Linked DNA regions of Mus musculus: all the other regions are linked to region 2. Evidence: chromatin contacts called from public ChIA-PET and HiChIP or PLAC-seq data. All regions are on one chromosome and are shown on one strand. Each heading gives the region's core, a stretch centred on a gene start, on an enhancer-like site or on the middle of the called end of the contact. The rest is flanking DNA. Distances are from core to core; before and after follow the strand shown.

Region 1 (3,848 bases), core at 676-3,175, 88 kb before region 2:
TTTTGAGGTGGAAGGGAACATGTGCCACGGCATTCGTGTGAAGATGAGAGGACAACTTGTAGGAGCTGACTCTCCTTTCCACCTTGTAGGTTCCAGGGATTGAACCCAGGTTGTCAGGCTTAACAGCAGGCAACTTTGAGGATCATCTTCTGTCTCTGTCTCAGGCTCACTCCTTCTTGGGGCCTGCCATCCCACTCAGTCTTGGGTTTGCTCCTGACTCCGAGATCCTGGCCCTGAACTCAAGCTAGCTTCCTGTCCCAGCCCCCTGGTACCAGTCTGGTGGTCATCTGAGGCTCACTGTTTTCAGGGAATGTTAGGCTACTAATCATCCATTCATATGTTCACAGATCAGAGCATAGCCTATGTCCTCTCTGCCACCTACTGATGCACATGTGACACAGCAGCCACACCTGTAACACTCTGGGGAGGAAGAACAAACTTATATTGACAAGAATCTGGCTTTACCTTTCCAAACTCACACAAAAGCCCTAGAGACAGTTGGCTGCCATGCCTGCTTAGCTTTTAACTTAGGTTGTGGAAATCTAAACTCTGGTCCTCACACTTTTCTAGCAAATGCTTTTTCCACTGAGCATCTCCCCCGGTGCCAAAAATACTTTTTTACTTAGCCGTAAGGCAAAGAATACCATGGCTTGTAAGGGAAGGTCAAATAAAAAAACAATTTTATTGTTAAATTTATTTGTATTATGTTTTATTTATGTGAAGACCCAAGAGGGCATTTTAGATCCTCTGAGCTAGAGGTACAGTCTGTGAGACACTCAACGTGGGTGATAGAACCCAAACTGGGATGCTCTTCAAGAACAGCCAGGGCTCTTAAACCACTATCCTGCAGCTGCCAACCCCAGTGAAGGTGATAGAAACAATTTGTGTGTAAAATTAAAACTACCCATTAGGTATATGTAGAATTACCTCCAGGAGCATGAACTGTTAATGGAAGATGTTAAATGAAGGAATATATGTGAGGAATGTGCACGGCAGAGCAGCATCAGAACTAATGCTGCTGGCATGAGCTTGAGTCCATAGTAACCTAGACTGGCCTTGAGCTCGCTGTGTTCAAGGATGACCTTGAACTTCTGGTTTTTCTGCCTCTACCTTACAAGTGCTGGGATTATAGTAGTACACCACCATACCCAGTTTATGTAATGGCTATTATTGAGCCCAGGCTTTCCTGCATGCTAAGTCAAGCACCCAACCACCTGAACCACATCGTAGCTCTTTTGTTTATATTTTTAAAAAATTGTTTTTAATAGTGTGTGTGTGTGAGTGAGAGAGAGAGAGAGAGAGAGAGAGAGAGAGAGTGTGTGTGTGTGTGTGTGAGAGAGAGAGAGAGAGAGAGAGAGAGAGAGAGAGAGAGAGAGTGAGAGTGTGCCTGAGGAGGTTAGAGGCATCAGATCCTCTGGAATTAGAGTTACATGTGTAAGCTACTCACTTGATGTAGGTACTAAGAAGAGAACTCATGTCCTCTGCAAGAGCTGTAATAGGCTTTTAATCTTACAGAGGCACTTGTTTACATTTGTGTGTGTGTTTAAGAATAATTTTAATGGCACAAAGAAGTCTTGAGAAGTACTAGATTTTGAAGATTCAGTTTTTCTATTTTGCTTAAATGTTATAACATTATACATGCCCACAGCATCGGGCACAGAGACAACTAAGGATGGGTTCCTGAAAGGCATTTGACAGTTTGTAGAGCAACAAAACACTGGGTTGGGCAGAGTTTGGGGACAAGGACACCAGGGGTCCATGAATGGGTTAGGAAATATGGTAAATAATAAGCAATGGAGCTGTGAGCTGAGAGCAAGCAGGAGAAGATGCTGCAGAACCAGCTGCTGTGGGTAAGAGACTAGAGACCAGCGTTCCTCAGCCAACAGGAAGAGCTACATGGTAGTGGGTATGTAGACTTCGGGTCACTTAAGTTAGGGAGCCACTGAGGCGACAACCTCTGTTTGGGGACAACGTAGAGGATAGAAGTAGATCCAGTTGCCCTGAAGAGTCCACTTGGAGCTTTCTGTCTCTTCTAGTAGGTATCTGTTTTTCAAGCAATGGGATGAAAGGTTAGTGGATCATCAGACAGCTTCAATTCTGGTCATAGTTGCTATTCACAAGTGCCTAAAAGTTCTGACCTGAACTGGCCTCAGGGAAGCCACCTAGCTAGCTGCACATGCAGAAGTAGGGCTGGCCCTTGCTTGGTTTGTTTCCAAGCTTCAGTGTGACTGGGGCTTCTGCTCTGACTCTCTGGCTGCCTCCTCCTCCCAGCTTGCTTCTGACCTAGCTCTCTGTAGGGCAGACGGTGGTGACACTAGGCATCATGTTCTCACGCCTCTCTTGAGCAGATTCTTGAAGGCAGGCCTTGAAACTTTGCTTTTAGTCATCTAGGGCCTGAAGTTGATGATAGTATGGGAACACAGTCTCATTCAGACTCACCGGGCTCTGTTCTTGAGGAGGCTGTTAACAGGAAGTTGTGGGAGGCAGGGTGGGTGCTTAGCAGCAGACGGCGGTAACACCAGCTGTATTTTAGAATACCGTGTCCTTTTTCTTCCTCCAGTTCCCAATCTCCTTTTTGAAAGAAGACAGCATGAAGAAGTCAGTCAGAGCCTTACTTAACCTTATGTCACCTCACCAGTGTATCTAGAAAAGCAGCTGCTAGTAGTCTCCTGAGGAGCTCTTCTGCCCCATCTGCTTTTGGTACTTGATAATCTTCTGACTTTCAGAATAGGACTGTGAAAAAACACACTTTATCATATTCAGTGTTTTGAGTAGATGTGGGGTGGTGAGCAGTGTGAAGGCAGCCTGGTCCACAGTCCAGCTCAGGCTTAGAACCCTAGAGACCCAGCAAGTGACTTTCATCTGCAAGGGATAGCAGGGTTTGGCCACGCCCCTTGGTCCCCTGGCTACAGCCTTCCACAGAACCCCCCTCCACACACACACACACAGAGGAGTGTGGCCATCAGCACCAAGGCCTCCCACATGCAAATAAGGTTTCCCCAAGCTCTCAGACCAAGCCAATGAGAAGTACCTGTTGTCAGACCCTGACCTACCCCAAAACTGTATATAAGAATCCTAATTGGAAGGATTAAAGGTATGTGAGTTGTCCAAGAGCTTCTGTCCTAAGAGCTGTAACACTTGGGAAGAGGTCTGCTCTCCTGAAACGCCACCTTAAGCTTGCTACACTCCTCACTCGGTCACTTGTTGGCCCAGCCTGACCTGGACCCAACTCTGCTCAGGGCAGCGTGGAATAACTGAGACAGCACAGCGGAGACAGGTGGAGCCAACTGCAGCAGCAGAAGCAGCAGCAGCAGCAGCAGAAGCGACTTCCCCTCGCTGCTTGTAATCACTTCCCTTTGCATGAGCTCTCGCACTCAGCTGGGCCAGAGACCTCCGTGGAAAGCCTCTGCTGCACAGGCCCCCAAGGAAACTGGCCCATATCTACTGGTTTATGTTTCAACCAGTCAACTTTTAATGGAGCATAGAAGGTAGATTAAAAAGTATGTATCAGTGAACTTTCTGTCACTGTGACAAAATAAGCACATATGTACATACATACATACATACATACATACATCACACACGCCCTCAAGGAACCATCTGAAAGGGGAAAGATTGTTTTGGGTTGGAGTTTGAGAGAGTCAGTCCCTAGTGGGCTGGTCTCATTGTTTTACACTGTGGCATGGTAAAAAAGCCTAGCAATGGGAAGCTTCTCTGTCTTGGCATCTGGGAAGCAGAGACAGAAGGTAGACCTTCAAAAGCACACCCCAGTGACCCCCATTCTCAAAATAGTCCCTACTTCTTTACACCCTTGCCCCACTTCAGGCCCTAGATGACTAAAAGCAAAG
Region 2 (3,898 bases), core at 970-3,469:
TTGTCATCTCAAGGTTCGGTGTTTGTTTGTTTTTTCTAATATTAAAAAAAAAGTCTTTATTTCTTTAATGGATGAGTGCTCTACTGCATATACATCCACAGGCCAGAAGAGGGCATCAGATCCCCTTGTAGACGGTTGTGAGCCACCATGTGGTTGCTGGGAATTGAACTCAGGATCTCTGGTCAAAAGGACAGTGCTTCTAACTGCTGAGCCATCTCTTGCCCTTTGAGGGCAGGTTTTTAAACTGATACTCAAGCATTATGGCTGGAAGGTGAGGAGTCGTGAGGACTCCTGTGCGTATCCAATACGAACGAATCCATTGTGCTGAAGTTTGAAATGAGACTGAAGCCAGTTCCTGCTTCCCAGTCAGTGTTTAAATCCAGCTGTGAGGGCACCAATGGGTGTGATGGAACCTGGCATTGTTTTCAGTTCAAACTGCCAGGAACTTAAGCACCTTTGAAATTTCTATTATGTAGCAAATCCTGAGGGATGCCCTGCAAGTCTCTCAGCTCTCTGCAAGCCAACAAAAGACTGCCCAGTCCATTTAAGCCTCTACCCTCCTGCCATTGTAAGTTGGTGCTTAGAGTAATTACAGTCATGATCCAGAAAGGGAAGTTGAAGCCAGTGTCTATCAAGTAGTTTGTAGGCTCCTAGAATGGCTAGAGTCTGGAGTCCCCCAGCCCAGCAGACACCCTACTTGGATGGGTCTCACGATGAAAGTCAATGCTGTCAGGCTCTCAGGTAGACCTTCTTCCTGTGCATTGAACAGGCACAGGGCTGGGCTTATTTAGCTGAAGGCTCTGGTGTGATGGACTGAGAACCTCATGGCCTCAGGTGGCTGGGTGGGACCCGACATTGTTTCCTTGTGAAACAGCACATGCCATGTGGAAGTTTAAAAGTTACAACACATGTGCAGACCCAAGACACTCAGATATGGCTCGACTCTTGGTCTGTTTCTTCTCTCCTCCCTACCCTCCTTGGAACTGAAGTCAGGCCACTGAGCTATCCCCCAACCTCTCTCTGTCTTCTTTCATCCCTGGGGACGGTGTGCATTTCATAGCTTTTGATATAGCCTTGGTCTTGTAAGCCCTTCCTCTGGACTGTGTTCAGATTTGTGAAAATATTTTAAAATATTTGAGAGAGTTGTACAGAGGTTGAACCATCACCTAATGTTTTGAAATGAATGTACAATTGAAACAAAAGTGGTGGTACATTCCTATAATCCCAGAACTGGGGAGGTAGACTCGGGAGGATCAGGAGTTCAAACTCATTGTTTTCTAGGTTGCAACTTTGAGGCTAGCACAAACAGAACTGTAACCAAGACAAATGGATTTCCTCCTGCTTGCTTCCAGGTACCTGCCAGGGCAGGGAAATTCCTCTTCCTGTAGGACTGTGATGGTTCCAGCCTCATGTGATGGTTCCTGGCTGAAATGCAGTCAGGTTTTAAAGGGGCTTGTTTGTGTTTGTAAATTTTCGGGGTCTGACAACTCCTAGAATAAACCCAAATCATCCCAAGTACCCTTTGTATGGATCCAACAAACACTCATGTCTCTGCTTTTTGAGGCTTAGGAAACGAGTGCAGGTGAGTTCAGGAAGGGAAATGCAGCACAATGACCTGGCCTGATAGAAGACATCCTCCATAGACATCTGGCTTAACTCTGCTCAGCTCTAGCTGACTTCTACCTCCTGAATTATACTTTTTCATAGATTGTGTCTCTGTAATTTTTGCTACTTAAAAAGGTAAAATGTGCATAAAGCCAGGTGTGGTGGCACACACCTTTAATACATAGGTGGATCTCTGTATCTCAGGCTAGAGAAAGATGCTGTCTAGTGAGGCCTCTTCTAGTTCCTAAGCGAGACCATCACACAACTTTCAAAACACACTGATGATGAACCCTGTCTTGTCACCTCCTGAGCCTGCTGGGCGTTGTATACTGAAATATTAAAGTGAAGACAAAAGTTGGCGAACTACAGCGCTAGGCACTAAGCGCAATGAAACAGTGATCAGAAAAGCCCGTTTGACAGGTGACAGGCTAAGGCTATACCGGGAGGGCATTCCAAGGTCAATGATCTGTAACCTGCGCTCACGTGTACCCCTAAATACTCCCGTGGGCTGTTAAGACTCCCCCAGCTGCTGGACAGGGGCGTCCCATCGATGCGCTCCGCCGCTCGGCTCCCCACGCCTGGATCAGCCCCATGCGCTGCTTTCCCCCTCCCTCCCACTTCCCACTTCCAAGATGGCCGCGGGCGGAGCCGACCAGGTAAGGGGCCTCCGCCAGGCGTCTGCGGTGCCGGTATGGACACTGTGACTCTCTCGGAACTTTCCTTGCAGCCCTTCCTGGGCCTGAGGACAGAAAAGGGCCAGGGACACAACTCCCGAAACCCAGGACGGATACTTGGCAGGCCGGAGGAGCAGCGGTAGTAAATAGCAGGCTCCTAAGCTCTACGGAGCTGCGGCGGGGGGCGAGAGCCCTGGCGGAAGAGCAGTGGAAGCTTAGCGGGGGCGTGGCTAGGGAGCGTGAGGGCGGCGATAGGGAGCGCGGGGCGTGGTAACGCTCCTGTCCCCCGGAGTGTGACTAGGGACGAGCGTGGGGTGTGGCTAGTGAGCTCTCGGGGGCGTGGCTCTGGAGTGCGGGGCGTGGCGGTACGCCTGAGGCCCTGGGAGCGAGCGATTTGCGTTGGGTGTTGGGCTAAAGAGGCTCAGCGGAAGGGAAGAGAAGCAGCCTTGTGGGGGCGTGGCTGCGTGGCGTGGGCGTGGCGGGGGTGGGGTCTGGCGCTGGCTGCTTTTAGCCGCGGGCGGCCGGCAAGCACCTGCTGAGGCTGGGCATCTGCGGAGTCTACGCTCTTAGCCCAGCGAGTTGCGGGCCCCACGGGGCCTGGGCTGCGGGCCACGGGCCGGGGAGATGGCGTTGGAGCTGCGGTAGCTCGGGTACTGAGGGGGCTCTGCAGGGTCAAGCTGAGAGGTTGCGGATGGCTGACCGCTGCCACCTGCTGCTGCGTCGGCCAGGCAGGGAGGTCTGAGAGGGCGGCTGGGAGGGCTGGGGTCCGGCTGACGTGCGACTGCCCTCGGCCAGCGCTTGTCGCGACGTGCGCCTTTTCCAGAACTTGGTGAAAAGTTTTCTCCTCAGATGTGGTGCTGCGAGCTGTAGAGGTGTCTGCTCTGTGCGCCCTGAGCCAGCGTCCTCAGACCCCTGTCCTGTTCACATCTCTGCCTTTACTCCTTTTCAGACCCTGAGGTATTCAGATCTCTGTCCTTCTCAAACCCCTCTCCTGTTCAGATCCTGGTGCTCCTCAGACCCCTGGCCTCTTCAGATATGGTCCTCAGACCCCTGATGTGTCTCGGATCTCCATCCCCCTAAGACGTTTTTTCCCAAATCTTGCTAAAGTTTTCTCAGACCGGAGGCTACGATTGGCTCGTCCAACTTTCACGGGGCTGTGGGCTACCAACCGAGTTTGCTCTGAGGATCTGAGCCTGTATCTTCCTCAGATCTCTGACCTGTTCAGACCTCTGTCCCCTTCAGTCCTTCCTCCTCAACCCTTTGTGGTGTGTTCAAATCTTCTTCCTCCCCATGCCCAGTTCTTCTCAGACTGCCAAACCTCTTAAATCTCCTGACCCACTGGGTCCTCTCTGACCTTGGGCCTCCTTATCCTGGTCCTGGACTGCAGAAGGTCCTTCAGGAAGGGACTGTAGACCCCGCTCTACTCAGACTCATTTCCTGGGTTATGTCCTCCTCAGATCTTCTACTCTCTGGCTGTAGGACCCGTTTTATCTCTAGAGACCCTCACAGTACTGGGCATATTGGTAGGCTAGAGGAACAACCTGACCTCTGCCCCAAGCCCTACTCAGGATCTTGTCACCCCTTCTGGGGCTTGGCTAGATTTCCAGAGGGTGCTAACC
Region 3 (3,565 bases), core at 232-2,731, 67 kb after region 2:
CCCTAATGGGCACGTGCTGTTGGAATAGCATTCTCATACACTGTGTGAAGGCTCTCTTTGTATTCTTCTATGCTGATGTCTGTCCAGTAGCTGAGGACCGTCCAGATGTTGGTGGTGTTGTTCTTATGCACCATCACCTGCTGGGCTTTTTTCAGGAATGGAGGGTAGAACTTCCAGGCAGAGATAAGGACTCTGGGAGAAGAATTGAAGAGGCAGGAAGACTCACCAGTGGGATGCAGAGGAGGTCTGATGTGCCTGGAGGCACACCGAGGGTTCCAGAAAGTCCGGCAATAAGCAGGCCCTGTAGTAGTTTTGTGTGCTCCTCTGAGAGTGACAAAAATGTTTTGACCCAAGCCCTAATTTGGATTCTGAGCCTGACTTTTCCAGGAAGTCTTAATAGTCCCATTAGGTTAAGTTGCAGCGAATTCCCAATTGTTCAGCTTTTAAGAAGAAAAAGCTGGGGTTTCCCAAATCGAACATGTGCTTCTAAACCTGCCAGCCAGCCCACCTAGAGATTGAGTGGGCAAAGGTCCCAGAGCATGCTCTCGACCCCAGCCCTGGACACGTCTGTGTTTCTCTTTAGAGTACAACATACTAAAGTGTCATAACTGTGCTGCTTTGCCGTGGCATGTCAGCATAGGTTGCATGCATGTTAGAGCTGTCATAAAGCCAGAACAGGACCATTAGGACAAGTTACACTTAGTACAATTCGTGAAGGCAGCTGTGCTTGCCTCTACCCTGCAGAGTAAAGGATGAAAAAGATAACGTGGCAAGCACACAGAGAAAGGCAGTGATTGGCCAGCAGTCCTCAGTGTATGGGAGCTGGGAATCAGTTAAGCAAGAGGTATAGGGAGTAGAAGTGGCAGCGCTAAGACAAAGCCAGTGCATGGGACATGCGTGCTGTTGAGTGGTGAGCACGGCTTGCAGTGCTCCAGGGGCCCAGTCTGCCGGCCTGCGGAGGCTATTGGGAAGCTGAAGTTACCTGATTATCAGCAACTGCCTGAGGGGCAGGGCTGCTGAAAACAGGCTCTGAATATGGAAGAGATTGGAAAACTATGGTGACAGCAGGAATCTGACAGCAGGAATCGCCATTCTCTGAGAGCTCTGCCTGTTCAGAGCACCAGTTTCTATGCCCCTCCCTCAGCAGCAAGATGAGGAGTCCTGTGCCATCTGGGTAGCAAGCTGCCCGTGCCCTTGTTTGAAGGCAGTGTGCATCTTAGTCCCAGAAATCATAGGTCTGAAAGTTTAAAACTCTGAATATTGAAATCCTGGAAACTGAATTCCAAAAGCAATTCCCGAGGAGAAGAGGTAGAAACCCAAATTCTCTGGAAGGATTGCTCATGCAAAACAGCAGGGTCTAAAATGCCAGTTTTGTGGGTTGCTGGGTTTTTTTTTTTTTTTAGCATTGTCAGCAGTGGTGTTTCTCCAAGCTAATGACATTTAGAAGCTTTTAAGGAACTCAAGTGCATTTATCTGAAGAGGTCAGCAGTTACTAGTTGGGATACTTCTAGAAGCTGGCAACAGTGTTGCAGGCTGCTGGGTGGAACTGCTTCTGCAGCTTCTGCTTCTGCGGTTTGTCAGTGCAGGTGGAGTAGGTGCAGGAAGTACTGTCCTGGGGGCCATGCAGCAAGTGTCCCAGGGACAGTTACCACTGGGTATGGTGAGGCCTAGAAGCACTTGGCTGCTGGATGGGGCCTCTCAGAAGACAGTTATGCTAGGCTCCTGTCTGCAAGCAAAGCAAAGTGAGCTGTCCTTTTGGACATCTGCATCTGTGAACGTTCTTTAAAGTCTAGGCTCTTTGGATGACTGTATGCAGTGGTAACCCATCTCGGTTTTGATTAAAGATTTAGGTATCCTGGCCAGTGTTTAATATGGCCACAGTTAGGAAGCCCAGTACACAGTTATGAACCATAATGATAGCTATTCATATACTTTGCTTTTCAGCATTTTTCTGCGCACGTAGGTCATCTGCTTGTGACTTAGGTGTATAATGTCCTTCATCCACTGTGATGCTTACAGTAGCATTGATGCCTATTTTGTTACACAAAGCAACACATGAAGTATTCTATTGTTTTTATGTTTTTCAAATCTCCCTCTTAAGATGTAAGTAAATTTCTTTCTTTCTTTCTTTCTTTCTTTCTTTCTCTCTCTCTTTCTTTCTTTCTTTTAAGAATTGTATTTTCAGGATTTTAGACCTTAAGGATTTCAGATTAAAGCGTTTTGTTTTGTTTTGTTTTGTTTTGTTTTTGTTTTTTGAGATAGGGTTTCTCTGTATAGCCCTGGCTGTCCTGGAACTCACTTTGTAGACCAGGCTGGCCTCGAACTCAGAAATCCGCCTGCCTCTGCCTCCCAAGTGCTGAAAGCTTTTTTTTCTTTTAGATTATGACTCAAACTTGTTAGAAACCAGATAGACTCTGTCCACCCACCCTTTAGTCCATAGATGAGACCCTGACTGACTGTTCTCTTGAGCCCCCAGGCCATTAGTCTGGATCCTGAGGTAAGCAAGAGACTGGTCATCCGAGAGGCAGTGGGCCGGTCACAGAAGGTCAGAGCAGGATATGAATTAGGTGGCTGTGCAGCAGAGGAAGGCACCAAGCCCCTTGGCAGTGTGCGTGCCTTCCTGTGTAAATGGCTGTCTTTCAGGCTAAGCTGGGGGAATTGTCAGAAGAATGCCTTCCTCTGTTTAGAGAAAGGGATAGTTGTGTGTTCTCTGCTGGTGTCGAGGGACCATGTACAATGTAAGGCTTAACAGGAGCTTTTCTTTCAGAGCTCTTTGACATCTGTCTTGCTCGGGCCAAGGAGCGGTGGCGGTCCCTCAGCACTGGAGGCTCAGAAGTGGAGAATGAAGGTACAGCTCTTCCCTCAATGAGAGGCTACTCATGGCAGTACTCCTCACCGGCTAGTGTGGCCTGGGGCAAAGGGACTGTTAAAAAACAAAAATGGAAAGGAAATAGCTTTTAGAAGAAATCGAAGCCCACAGCTCCTCTTGAGAGGGTTTGCGTCTCCTGCTCACAGCCAGGTGCTTCTAATTCAAGTTGCCTGGTAGCCTGGTTCATTGAGTGTTGGCTTCCAGAGGCCTCGCAGTGATCCACTGACACAGAGCAGTACATCTGTGGCTAGGCAGTGGGACTTGTGCCATTTTGAATATTTGAACATAAGCTGTTCCTATTTTTATTTTACTTTATAAATTGACAACATCGTGTGTGTCTATCATGTACATATTTTGAAACATTTATAGCATGATAAAAATGTAAGTAAAGGCCTCTAAATATGTTTTTAAAAACTCAGGATTATATTTTCAGGACTTTATACTTTAGGGATTTCAATATTTAAGATGAAAGTATAAATGTAGGTAATCTATATTAGACAATACACATTACCTCACATAGATCGCTCTCTTGTTCTGTCTCACCACTTATTTTCCTCATTGTTGACGGTGGTGAGTAATATCAAATCAGATGCTAGGTCACCTTCTGTTCCTGATCTGTGTCCCCACCTGAACCCTTCCTTAGGGTTTGTTAATGGAAACGCGCTTTACCTCTGTTCCTGTGGCCTGTTTCAAGGA

The links. ChIA-PET counts read pairs in DNA pulled down with a chosen protein or histone mark. HiChIP or PLAC-seq counts read pairs in DNA pulled down with a chosen protein or histone mark.
Region 1: an RNA polymerase II ChIA-PET map of memory CD8 T cells shows a contact between it and region 2, with 92 read pairs. The contact joins the enhancer-like site here to the promoter of Tbc1d14 in region 2. A contact is called at or near these places in 12 of 39 promoter capture datasets (the C10 cell line, the HPC-7 cell line, cranial neural crest and 8 more), 4 of 115 datasets of contacts at active chromatin or transcription factors (the SCID.adh cell line, bone marrow-derived dendritic cells, bone marrow-derived macrophages and 1 more) and 3 of 9 other capture datasets (adipose tissue, liver and pancreatic islet).
Region 3: an H3K4me3 HiChIP or PLAC-seq map of bone marrow-derived macrophages shows a contact between it and region 2, with 4 times the contacts expected there. The contact joins the enhancer-like site here to the promoter of Tbc1d14 in region 2. A contact is called at or near these places in 18 of 39 promoter capture datasets (the 3T3-L1 cell line, 3T3-L1-derived adipocytes, the C10 cell line and 12 more), 6 of 15 datasets of contacts at CTCF or cohesin (CD8 T cells, the NIH/3T3 cell line, large pre-B cells and 2 more), 63 of 484 Hi-C or Micro-C datasets (the 63-12 cell line, the AML12 cell line, B cells and 39 more), 32 of 115 datasets of contacts at active chromatin or transcription factors (the 230-238 cell line, CD8 T cells, the HPC-7 cell line and 21 more) and 6 of 9 other capture datasets (adipose tissue, embryonic stem cells, embryonic tail and 3 more).

What each region holds. Positions count from the first base shown.
Region 1 is chr5:36,668,243-36,672,090 of GRCm38.p6, reverse strand. The region is part of intron 2 of D5Ertd579e (DNA segment, Chr 5, ERATO Doi 579, expressed); the gene reads left to right. It also overlaps the pseudogene Gm25767. Among named protein-coding and RNA genes, the nearest start is that of Gm24878, 3.7 kb to the right of the region's middle. Within about 2 kb of position 1,925, at least 21 of the 459 cell types and tissues checked have an H3K27ac peak or open chromatin away from gene starts, as enhancers often do. A contact at or near this core is called in the SCID.adh cell line and memory CD8 T cells, where this site is marked.
Region 2 is chr5:36,580,718-36,584,615 of GRCm38.p6, reverse strand. It overlaps Tbc1d14 (TBC1 domain family, member 14), which reads left to right and starts at 2,219. Exons shown (of 14, transcript NM_133910.3): 1 at 2,219-2,261.
Region 3 is chr5:36,513,322-36,516,886 of GRCm38.p6, reverse strand. Tbc1d14 (TBC1 domain family, member 14) reads left to right here. Exons shown (of 14, transcript NM_133910.3): 8 at 2,768-2,848. Among named protein-coding and RNA genes, the nearest start is that of Gm32528, 2.7 kb to the right of the region's middle. Within about 2 kb of position 1,481, at least 16 of the 459 cell types and tissues checked have an H3K27ac peak or open chromatin away from gene starts, as enhancers often do. A contact at or near this core is called in adipose tissue, bone marrow-derived macrophages, cerebral cortex and 1 more, where this site is marked.